3 separate regions of the Zea mays genome follow, and all the other regions are linked to region 1. A link is a contact called in public Hi-C data. All regions are on one chromosome and are shown on one strand. The core of a region is the stretch at or near the end of the contact, and the rest is flanking DNA. Distances in the headings are between cores, read along the strand shown. Region 1 holds the start of LOC103643414 (ABC transporter G family member 11). Region 2 holds the start of LOC100274554. Region 3 holds the start of LOC103643415 (WAT1-related protein, chloroplastic-like).

The links. Hi-C and Micro-C count contacts between places; a contact is called where the count stands out from the background.
Region 2: a Hi-C map of leaf shows a contact between it and region 1, with 2.8 times the contacts expected there. The contact joins the promoter of LOC100274554 here to the promoter of LOC103643414 in region 1. A contact is called at or near these places in 7 of 25 Hi-C or Micro-C datasets (bundle sheath, ear, leaf and 3 more).
Region 3: a Hi-C map of leaf shows a contact between it and region 1, with 9 times the contacts expected there. The contact joins the promoter of LOC103643415 here to the promoter of LOC103643414 in region 1. A contact is called at or near these places in 6 of 25 Hi-C or Micro-C datasets (ear, endosperm, leaf and 1 more).

Annotation. Positions count from the first base shown.
Region 1 is chr1:233,568,437-233,572,263 of Zm-B73-REFERENCE-NAM-5.0, reverse strand. It overlaps LOC103643414 (ABC transporter G family member 11), which reads left to right and starts at 1,595. Exons shown (of 5, transcript XM_020546746.3): 1 at 1,595-2,511; 2 at 3,021-3,310; 3 at 3,408-3,582. The coding sequence starts at 2,086.
Region 2 is chr1:233,758,720-233,762,546 of Zm-B73-REFERENCE-NAM-5.0, reverse strand. It overlaps LOC100274554, which reads left to right and starts at 1,849. Exons shown (of 15, transcript NM_001148909.1): 1 at 1,849-2,156; 2 at 3,098-3,156. The coding sequence starts at 1,939.
Region 3 is chr1:233,710,263-233,714,089 of Zm-B73-REFERENCE-NAM-5.0, reverse strand. LOC103643415 (WAT1-related protein, chloroplastic-like) reads left to right here and starts at 1,694. Exons shown (of 7, transcript XM_008666593.3): 1 at 1,694-2,545; 2 at 2,651-2,698; 3 at 2,818-2,940; 4 at 3,452-3,601. The coding sequence starts at 1,958.

The DNA.
Region 1 (3,827 bases), core at 346-2,845:
TGAATGTAGTCTTATGGCATGGTACCCTAGGTGTTGTCGTTCCAGCATAGTGGGCCTCACAATAGCCTCTTGTACTAAAATACTCGGAATATGTCTTAGTTACTTCTAGGGGTATATCCTTCCCGAGACACTAACATATATAGCCCCCCTCCCTCTGAGTTTGTTGCTGGATTGTTCCTGTAGGTGCTTCTATTTTTCCTTACTAGATGCCTAATGAAATGGATCACCTGAGACTGCTTATCATAATGTGGAGAAGGAGACCAATAAGTTGGAAGCTGTTTTTACACATGTATCTGGATTATGAGGTCAAGAAGGGCAAGGGACTGTAGAACCAAGGAGCTTAGCCTAGTGGAAGAGCTAATTGGTGGTGTTGGTCTCCTTTATTGTGTTTACCTATATGTTGTTTGTTAGTAAAGTGAACTGGACAAATACATACTTATGCATTGTTTGAACATGAAGGAACTTGTCGTACTCTTTTCCTTCCTAGAGGTTTCTCACGAAGTATGATTTTTTATCTAGAAATGCTTTTAACAAGGTGACATTGCACTAAGGCTGTAGTTATATTTTGAGATTTCCTTTCGCCTTTCATGTGATCTTGTGAGTTTTGACTTGTGGTCTAGTTCTGAAATGGTTGTTGTCGTTGTCAATGGCAATTTTCGAGTTATGGATTTGTGATTTTTTTATGATATGAACAAGTGAACTAGTGATGTAGTATGTAACATTGTGGGTTTTTTGTTATACATTGTAAATTTGAATGCATTATCTTTTTCTCTAATGTTTAAGATATTTCATTGCGACGGACCGACAGACAACCCGACATGTTGGCCTTATCGTGCCTCCGACACTGACACTGTTAGAGATTCTTTCTCTAGAAGCTTCCTGTAATCTTCAACCGAATCAATCTTCTTTAGATAGAAAGGATAATTAATCTCCTATAGATAGAAAGGATAAACTCAGATTGATTTGATTGCTTCTTGTACGTGTTGTTGCATCTAGCCATTGGTGCCTATATTAACATGCATGCAACCTATGGCCACCTAAGTGTGGTGAAAACGCTTAAACCAATTCCAGCTTTCATGGTACCAGAGCCCACCACTGAAATTCTTTCATCTAGCCATGGCGTTCGACTCCAATACTGCCACCATCCCCTCTTCCTTCCAAATCCCGATTACAGAGAAACTCAACAAAACAAATTACATGTTGTGGAAAGCCCAAGTCCTGTCGCCATCTCGCCGATCCGAGCGGTGCAGATGGAGGGACTTCTTACCGGAGCCGAAGCAATGCCGGCTCAGACCATCGTCGTCAACACCAGTGAAACCACCTCCGTTCAACCAAACTCGGAGTATGCTCGCTGGGTCTCCCATGATCAGACTGTTCTCGGGTATCTCTTGGTTATAAGATGGAGTTTAAAATAGGAAATATAGGTAAGCTCTTGGAGATTACCAACGTCTTCTCTGCATCTTTATCTACCAGCTTTATGTGCCAACATACAAATACTATTTATTAGTGTACTAGTATATATACAGGACGTACGTGACACACCATGATGCGTACAGGACGTACGGACGGCTACCGGCAACTCACACTCACGTCAGCCCGTCCGTGCATCGCATGCAGCCGACCCAGACCAGACGTACGTACGTACGTAATCCTCTCCTACACACGATCTTGCTGCGTGCGACGCATGCAGATGCAGTTTTGAACCCATCTCAATCTCATGTCCTCCCAGCGCACGCCGAAGCCAAACACGACCCGCATGCGCATCGCATGCTACGCCCTGCTTCCTGCGCCACCGCTTGACCCCAGGTCAAACCCCTCTGCGCCGTCATAACTTCCGCTCTGGGTGCTCCATTTACTCCCTTCAGCCTTCGCATCCACCACTGCTTCCCGCTCATAAAACTCGCCACTCACTGCAGCAGCAACTGAGCAAGCGGCCAAGCGCACACAGGAGTATACTCTGCAGCACGGACACGCCCGGCCCGACAAGCCAGCCACTCTTCTCGCGTGAAGCTGCCAGGACGAGAAGAGAGAGAGGGAGTGAGACACACACAGACAGAGAAAGCGGAGGAGACTAACGAGGCGTGCATGAGGAAGGGGGCAGTGGCCGTGATGGGGAGGGAGGCCGCGGCCGCGGTGGCGGCGGAGCTGGAGGACTCGTTGGGGAACGCTGCTGCTGCCGCGGCGGCGGCGCCCGTGCTGAGCCCGCTGAGCGAGACGCTGTGGCGCGACAGGGCGGCGGCGGGCGGGGTCCTCCTCGGGGACGTGTCGGCGCGGCTGGCGTGGCGGGACCTCACCGTGACCGTGGCGCTCGGCACCGGCGACACGCAGGCCGTGCTGCAGGGCCTCACGGGCCACGCCGAGCCCGGCACCATCACCGCGCTCATGGGCCCGTCCGGCTCCGGCAAGTCCACGCTGCTCGACGCGCTCGCCGGACGCCTCGCCGCCAACGCCTTCCTCGACGGGACCGTCCTCCTCAACGGCCGCAAGGCCAACCTCTCCTTCGGCGCCGCGGTACGCACGTCGTCGTCGTCCTCGTGTCACCGGTTCGCCGTCGGTACGTACGTGACCTTGAGTTCTCCTTGGATCTTCCGGCATCGCCGATCTTGGTCACTGAGGAGAGGACTCGTCACATATGCCATGCATGCCAGGTTCTGTAACCTTGCTGCCTTTCGGCAGCGGCTTCGCGATCGCAGCACAAGATGCCATGCATCAAGCCAGCCCTTGCATCTGTGGTTGTTGGATCAGCAGCAGTAGCCATCTCCGGTCAAAATTTGGGCGACATGCTGCCTTCGCTAGCTGTCGCCCGTCTGTTCTCCTGATGGATCGTTCTGTTGTCAGGTGTGTGTTTGGTGACTGGAGTTTAAACACCCACACCCACTACTGTGGCTGAGGGTGGTGAGGAGACACCGTACCGGTTCTGTTTTTTCCTGGGCTCACCAAACAAACCATCATGATCTGCTAACGTCTCTCTCACACCTCTTGCTACTGAAAAATACTGTCAATCTGCAAAAAAAATTCAGGCCTACGTGACGCAAGACGACAACCTGATCGGCACGCTGACGGTGAGGGAGACGATCTCGTACTCGGCGCGTCTCCGGCTCCCCGACAGCATGCCGAGGGAGGAGAAGCAGGCCCTGGTGGAGGGCACCATCGCCGAGATGGGGCTCCAGGACTGCGCCGACACGGTGGTGGGCAACTGGCACCTGAGGGGGATCAGCGGCGGCGAGAAGAGGCGGGTCAGCATCGCCCTGGAGATCCTCATGAGGCCCCGGCTGCTCTTCCTGGACGAGCCCACCAGCGGCCTCGACAGGTATATGTACGCGCGCGGGCGCTTGCTTCAGGCCGGCCTATCAATCATCTGACGACTGATCGATGCAACAACAAAAAAAACACACAAAATCGTGCAGCGCTTCGGCGTTCTTCGTGACGCAGACGCTGCGGGGGCTGGCGAGGGATGGCGGCCGGACCGTCGTAGCTTCGGTCCACCAGCCGAGCAGCGACGTCTTCTTGCTGTTCGACTGCCTCTACCTCCTGTCAGGAGGCAGAACAGTCTACTTTGGCAAGGCTTCAGAGGCTTGCGAGGTAACAACAACATGAGTTTTCTTTTTTCCTAATTCGTACTCCGACCTGTCTAGGACTAGCTAGGAGTACGTGTACGTGTTTTTGGCTTGCTACACCAATGGGGGCATGCGTGTCTACTGTGCACGATCCGATCGAGAGCAGTTCTTCGCGCAAGCTGGGTTCCCGTGCCCGCCGATGCGCAACCCGTCGGACCATTTCCTCCGGTGCATAAATTCGGACTTCGACAGGGTGAAGGCCACCCTGAA
Region 2 (3,827 bases), core at 600-3,099, 190 kb before region 1:
ACAATTTAAGTGATGTTTGGTTCACATATTTGTAACGCGAATGATAATCGGTAGCGTTAAACCATGTTTGGTTAAGTTCAACCGTAATAAGACACCACACTAGAACATTTACGTTACATTCAAATGTATTTTATGAATCATAATGTAAATCATCAAACGACTATGTAGACATTTTACGTTAATTAAGTGTGAATCATCATTGTTACTATTTACGTTACATTTTATGAACCAAACGACTATGTAGTCGATGACATATCATGTGCAATCAAATGTATTGACGTAATTAGTAAACATAGTGGATTGGACGAGGATGAGAAGCAAAGGGCTGTGTCTAATAAGGCCTCGTTTGGTGTTTGGTTTGAGAGACTAAAGATTAGTCCTTTAATTTTAGTGTCATTTAATTTCTAAATTGCCAAACGGTGGGACTAAAACATGGACTAAACTGTTTTAGTCTCTAGTTCCTCAAGGGATGACTGAAAGAGACTAAAACCATATAAATTCCACAATTTATATCTTCTTTATTTTGCACTAATAATAGAAGAATACTAAGGAGTATTTTGGTTATCTTATGATTTATTTAATGTATTTTGGATAGTTTTAGTTTATAGAAACAAATATGGTAAGAACTAAATTTTAATTTCCTAACTAAACTTTAATCCATGTACTAAAGAAACCAAACGTCCCCAAGTTGGAACACGACTCTCCGGCCGACCAATGTCCTAGAGCTTGACGCTCCGCGCCGCTGCCTCCTCCCTCCCTGTGCTGCGGTTGCGGCGCGCAGTGATGAAACGCCCCGAGGCAGGCAATAGTCGTTCGCGCCCCGAGGCCGACCGCGGCTGAGATGGGATCGCATCTTTTCGTTAACTTTTACTCTGACGATTCCTGCGGAGGGCGCTGCACCGTTCTGACGCCGTGCGTGTTGGTCGAAATGGACAAAAATTTAAAAATCCAAGCGGCCTAATAAATTAGTCTGTACTAGCGATTACTTTTTTGACCACTTTGTCCTCTTGCGGTGCGAAAGATAAAAGGTGGAAGGCATGTCGGGGGGAAAAACGAGAATAAAAGTACAGATGGGCAAATATACTCGAGTTCGATCAAATATAAAAATATCAATATATATGATATGCAATTGATATCATTAGATAGACCATTGAATATATCTCTATAATAAATTTATCACAAATACTTTCTTTATCGTAAAATAGTCCCCGATCTTCTTTATACGAGTCAACTACGTGTAATATTGATGAAATATATACAAGCTATTAATATTATTAGATTAGATAGCCAGTAACTACTTCAAGACCATGCAAATATTTCTATAGGTTTAAGCTAAACACGTTTTGACAGCGAGATAAAAAAATGGACCGATGGAGAGTAGATTCTGCAGTTACGGTAAGACGGGGCTCCGACAAACATCACGGCATCCAATCACGTGACATCACATCATATCCAAATTCATGCGGGACGACTGTGCATGAGCTGTAGCATGCCACGCAAACTCCAGTAGGATACGAGAGCAATGAATGGGTTTTCCATGTGGCATGTGCGATGCCATCACCCTTGATGCACGGCACACCTTCTACCGACTGCTGGGCCTGGGCCTGGGCCCCGCTACGAATATACTAGTTGTGGCGAGAAGTCGCTCACGCACGAGCGCCAGCTGGTTCGGATAAAGCGGGGAGCCCCGCGACACAAGTAAACACTGACGAGTCTGTATTTATCAGAACAGTATTTTGAGATTTAAAAAAACGTAGCAAAATTTACTGACACGGTGGGACCTGCCGCGCGACCGTGGCAGCGGCTATATATAAGGCGGCGGCCTGTCTAGTAAAGCGCGTGCCCAGTGTCTGACAACGCGCCCCAACCCCAACCCCAACCCAGCGGTCCCAGTCCCCCCTCCGTTCTCTCTGCACTCTGCAGCTGCCGGTGCCGGCCATGGCGCGCGCCCCGAGCTCGTGGACGCCGTCCCTCGCCATGGTGCTCCTCGTCGTGGCCGCCGCGGCCGTGGTCGCGTCGTCGGAGGCGGCCAGGGTGCCCGCCGCCGTCGGCAACTGGACGGGGGAGGAGCTGCGCGGGGCCGCGGCGAGGCGGGGCGGCCGGCGCTCCCGGCGCCGCGCGTTCGAGAACGGCCTCGGCCGGACGCCGCAGATGGGGTACGTACACACTCGCCGCCAGCCCGCCATCGCTTGCAGCGCAGCGCTGCTGCTATACCTTCCTCCGCCGGCCGCGCGCGGCGCCATTACCGCCGTAGCTGCACCTCCTCTTCGTTCCCGGTTGCGTTTTTTTTGTTTGTTTGTTTGTTGCCGCGCCATCGTCGTGGCGTGGGCTGTGGTGCCCTGCCCGCCCAGTTGATCTCTGCACGCGCCCACAAATGGCACCACCAACAAACAGTCGAGCAGCACCAAACGAGTTTGTAATCAAACAAACGAATAAATAAATAGATCCAGGGAAGAAGAAAAAAAAGGGAACGTAGACGCTGGACGGTGCTCGGGCGGAGGCACCGAGGGGAACCGAGACGAGATGAACTCTTTTGGGCGCGTGGTGAGGGAGGGAGTCAGGGAGGGAACGGACATGTCCTTGGCTTGCGTCGGAAGCGAGACGGGGTCAGGGCCGCCGTCAGGGTCAGTCGGCGTCCCGTTCGCCGCGCTCAGCGTCGGCAGACTTTTGCTGCTTCGTGTTTGTTGGCTTTCATTCTCCGTTGCCTTCCTGAGTCCTGACCCAGCGTTTAATAAAGCCACTACTTTTGTTCCTTGCCTTCCGGCATGGCTCAACTCGCGCGCGCCCCCTTCTTGCTCCGTGGCGTTTGGGGCGATAGATTCATCATTCGTTTTGGCTCTGGCATGCGTGAGCGGCACGATTACTTTGCATGCTACTACTGTAATGTACACTGGTCAGATAACCTAGCTCTCTATAGCTAGGAGGACGCGGTCGAGGTGTGGGTGTGGTGGTCCTTTATGTGTCTTTTCTCTAGTCCTTGACGGCAACTGGGACATCCGTCCCTTTAATTTTGAGAGTGAAACCTTTTTTTTTGCCCCCCTCATTTTCCGAAAGAAAAGCAAACATTGACCTTTTGGGTCTCCGTTGTGGTGTGCAGGTGGAATAGCTGGAACCACTTCGGCTGCGGGATCAACGAGAACCTCATCAAGCAGACAGGTACGCACGCCTGCCTGCCTGCCCCACCCACTCCGCGTCTCCATCCGCAACTCCGAGCGAGCCACGTTTGCTTGCGTTTGCTGGTACCGGTAGTAGTAGTGGTACTAGTCTTTTTTGCGAGCGAAATGCGGGCGAAGGGAGGAAGAAGAAAAAAACTCTTTTTTTCCCGCTTTTGGCTTTTGGGTATCGACTTCGGCACGCACGTCTCGTCGGTCGGTCGAGTTCGGGGTGGCACTGGCATGGCAGGCATGTTAGCGTATCAGCAAATTCGGCGACGCGCTCCCGCCCGCGCGAGAGGATCCTGTCCCGCCTCTGTCCCTGTCCGCTCTCACCCGCCGTCGTCCTCCTCCTCTAACTCTAAGAGATGGACAGCTAATGCGACCTTTTTTTTCCTTCTTTTTCCCGTACCTTGTCTGGGTTAAATTACTTACAACCACGCATGGCGCTGCCTGCGTGTGCAAAGCTGCATCGCCATCACCTATTCCACCGCACCGTGTAGGCGCCTCCGCGCCTTATTTTTTGTTTAGTTATTACAAGCAGCAGAAAAAAGACGAAAGAAAGATGCCTGCGTGTCTCTATTTTTTAATTAATTGTTCATGTGCATTGGGGACCCGGCCATCGGCGGCAGCGCGACTGACTGATGTCGTCGTCCGTCCGTCAGTCCGAAAATT
Region 3 (3,827 bases), core at 445-2,944, 140 kb before region 1:
AAGTGGCTAGAGAGGAGTTCTTGCAAGACACGATAACCACAAGAAGATCAACACAGATAGGTATAGTGGTTTATCCCGTGGTTCGGCCAAGTCCAACACTTGCCTACTCCACGTTGTGGCGTCCCAACGAACGAGGGTTGCAATCAACCCCTCTCAAGCGGTCCAAAGACCCACTTGAATACCACGATGTTTTGCTTTGTTTTACTATATCCCGCTTGCGAGGAATCTCCACAACTTGGAGCCTCTCGCCCTTACAATTTTATGTTCACAAAGAAGCACAGAAGTAAGGCTGGGATAAGCAACGCACACAAGACACAAAATCAGAGCACAAACACGCACACAAGTTACAACTCGAGCTCACAACACAACCCAAAGAGTTCTCTACTCAAATGGAGCTCTAGTTGCTATCACAAAGAATCGAATGCGCGGAATTGGAGCCTTGGTGCTTAGGAATGCTTAGAGAATGCTTGGTGTACTCCTCCATGCGCCTAGGGATCCCCTTTATAGCCTCAAGGCAGCTAGGAGCCGTTGAGAGCATTCCAGGAAGGCAATTTTTGCCTTCTGTCGCCTGGCGCACCGGACATTGTCCGGTGCAGATTTCTTTCCTGTTTTGGCGCAGCCGACCGTTGGCTATTTGGAGCCGTTGGCGCACCGGACACTGTCCGGTGCACACCGGACAGTCCGGTGCCCCCTTCAGACCGTTGGCTCGGCCACGCGTCACGCGCGGATTGCGCGGCCGACCGTTGGCGCGCCCAACCGTTGGCTCACCGGACAGTCCGGTGAATTTTAGCCGTACGCCGCCGACGATTTCCCGAGAGCGGCCTTTTCACCAGAGCCAGCCTGACGCACCGGACACTGTCCGGTGCACCACCGGACAGTCCGGTGCACCCAGACCGAGCAGCCTTTTGGCTGTACACAGCCAACTTCTTCATAATTGTTTCTCCTGTTTCTAGCAATTAGACACAATACATTAGTCTTCAAAACAATGTACTAAGTCTAGAAACATACCTTTAATCTTGATTTGTACTTCTTGATTCCTTGGCATAATTTAACACTTAAGCACTTGTGTTGGACACTTAATCACCAAAATACTTAAAAATGGCCCAAGGGCACATTTCCCTTTCAGTAGCTTTTGTGCCAGCCTGCCTTTAATTCTCTTCGCAAACACACACTTACCTTTTTTTAAGCGAGAGTATGGTGGTGCGTATCTGATGACTAACGATGTATGAGGAAATTTTTTCCGACATGTATGGAATGTGCTCTCCAATGATGAGACCATACAAATCGTGGTATATATCGAAGTCTGCATGATACTGATGGTTGCAATGTAGTGGTGAAACAATTAGATTAAAATAACAAAATTTATGTATGGTTAGGATTACAAATTGATTATGAAACATTCTCTCATAACAATATAACATATATTTTATATATAAGTTATCGTAATATACTAGTATTATATATTTCCGTTGCAACAATCGGTCACTCAGCTAGTAATGATATAAATCTGCCAACATTTCAACCATATATGGAGCCAAACCGAGTAGCCGCAACAACGAGCCGACCCGAACATGAGCCGTACGACTAGACCGGGCAACGTGCTTTAAGATTTGTGCAAGTGTACGTGTCGTCAATCCAGGGCTGGCTGCAGATCTCCACTGAGGTTTAACTGTGTCCTGGACTCGGCCTCAATGGCTTGTCCTCGCTCTCGATGCCTCCACCAATCTCATCCTCAACCCGGACGGCGGTCACGGCGCACGCGAGCAGGGTTGCTCACGAATCGCAGGATCGCGGGCAGACGGCGGACCGAAAGAAGAATGTCGCACGTGGCCATGTCTCGGCCGCGCCCCGCTCCTCCGTCACAGCCTCATAGTCACAGGCTCCCAGCCTCCCGCGTCCGGAGTCCGGATCCGGACACGCGCTCGAGGCCACCCGCGCTGTCCCGCCTCCGGCAGCGATGGCGGCCGCCGCGCGCCCCGCGTCCGCCCACCTCCTCCTCCTCGCCCCGCTCCCTTCTCCTCCCCGCCTTTCGCATCTCATCCACACCCGCAGACTCTACGCACTCGCCCCCGCCCGCCGCCCTGCGGCCGCGCGCGCGCGCCGCGAATCCTCTCCTCCCTCCGCGCCCTCCCCTCCTGCCCCGGCTGACTCGCTCGATTGCGTCGGAACTGGCTCGGATGTCGAGTGCTTCGTCGACGCCGGCGCCGAAGACGCCGCTCCCCTCCTTCCCGCGCTCTCCGCAGGCGCGTCAAAGGACGATGGGAAGAGCGAGGGCGACGCGGCGGTTTCGGCTTCCCCTACGGGGAGGGAGCTCTTGGAGTGGGCATCTCTGGTGTCGCCCTTCTTCTTCTGGGGCACGGCTATGGTGGCCATGAAGGGGGTCATACCCCGCACGGGTCCCTTCTTCGTCGCCGCGATACGCCTGCTCCCCGCGGGCGCACTGCTAGTTGCCTTCGCCGCCGCGCGCGGCAGGAAGCAGCCCTCCGGCTGGGAGGCCTGGCTCGCCATCGCTGCGTTCGGACTCATCGACGCGGCCTGCTTCCAGGTGCATAATCATGGCCATGTTGAGTGTTGACAGCTCAAGACGTGAGCTGTGCCTCTGTGCTTCTTGGAATCAAAAGGCGGTGCCTTTTCTTGCTTGCTTTCGCAGGGCTTTCTCGCGGAGGGACTGCAGAAGACATCGGCTGGGCTCGGGAGCGTAAGGCGAAATCCAAACTCCGGCCCTGTTCTTTATCTCATCAGGCAAGGCAAGTATTTGCCTTGCCATCTTGGCCTGGTGAACTGGTAGCACTTACGGAGCTCGATTCTCCATTCCAGGTCATCATTGACTCGCAGCCATTGACGGTTGCTATCCTTGCATCACTGCTCTTTGGAGAGTCGATTGGCGCGATAGGAGTTGGAGGACTCGTGTTGGGCGTCGTGGGGCTCTTGCTTCTGGAGGTTTGCCTTCTGTTGATGCGAGTTCAAACTTAACATATGCATCAGACACGTTAGAAATCCTGAGACATGAATATTGATTATAGTGACAAAAGATGCATCGTTCAAATTCTATTTTATCCATGTTCAAGTGCGTATTTGCAACATTTGAAGGCAAACATTCATGCATATATACGCTCTTTATTATGCAATATTTTGGACCACACCTTAAATGATTTGGTGTTTAAAACAACTGTCTTATGCAAACGTTCTATATTCTTCTCGACTGTTTCCATGTCAGGTGTATATTTACATCAGATATCATCTGTAAGATGTTCAAAAATGGTTTATGATCATTTTGAACTTTATGAAATTGAGATCATGAATGCCAAGTAAAGCCTCTATTTACAAATAATTTGCTTCTATTTATGGATTATGCCTCCGGCACTAGGTGTGCCCTTTTTATGGATTATGACTTGCCCTATAGCTGAACTTTTGTCTCCCCTTTCATTTTTTTTTTTAAAAAAATCACTAGGTTCCAGCACTGTCAGTTGAAGGAAATGACACAACAATCTGGGGAAGCGGGGAATCGTTGATGTTCCTCTCAGCTCAAAGCATGGCAGTCGGAACTATCATGGTCCGCTGGGTGTCAAAGTACTCTGATCCAATTATGGCAACAGGATGGGTATATTATCCATAGATGAATAATCATCCATGTTATGTCTTAGTTTGTGTCACATGCACCAAAGCTCTGTTTTGCTATCGGTTATATTGTTTCAACTTAGCCTTTCTGTGATCTATTTTGGCTAATGATTTTGCATGTTTCCTAGAATTTTAATTTAGTTAGTTCATTCTGCAGAACGCGATGTATATATCATTTCTTGTTATTATAATTGCAAAGATTATTGCAT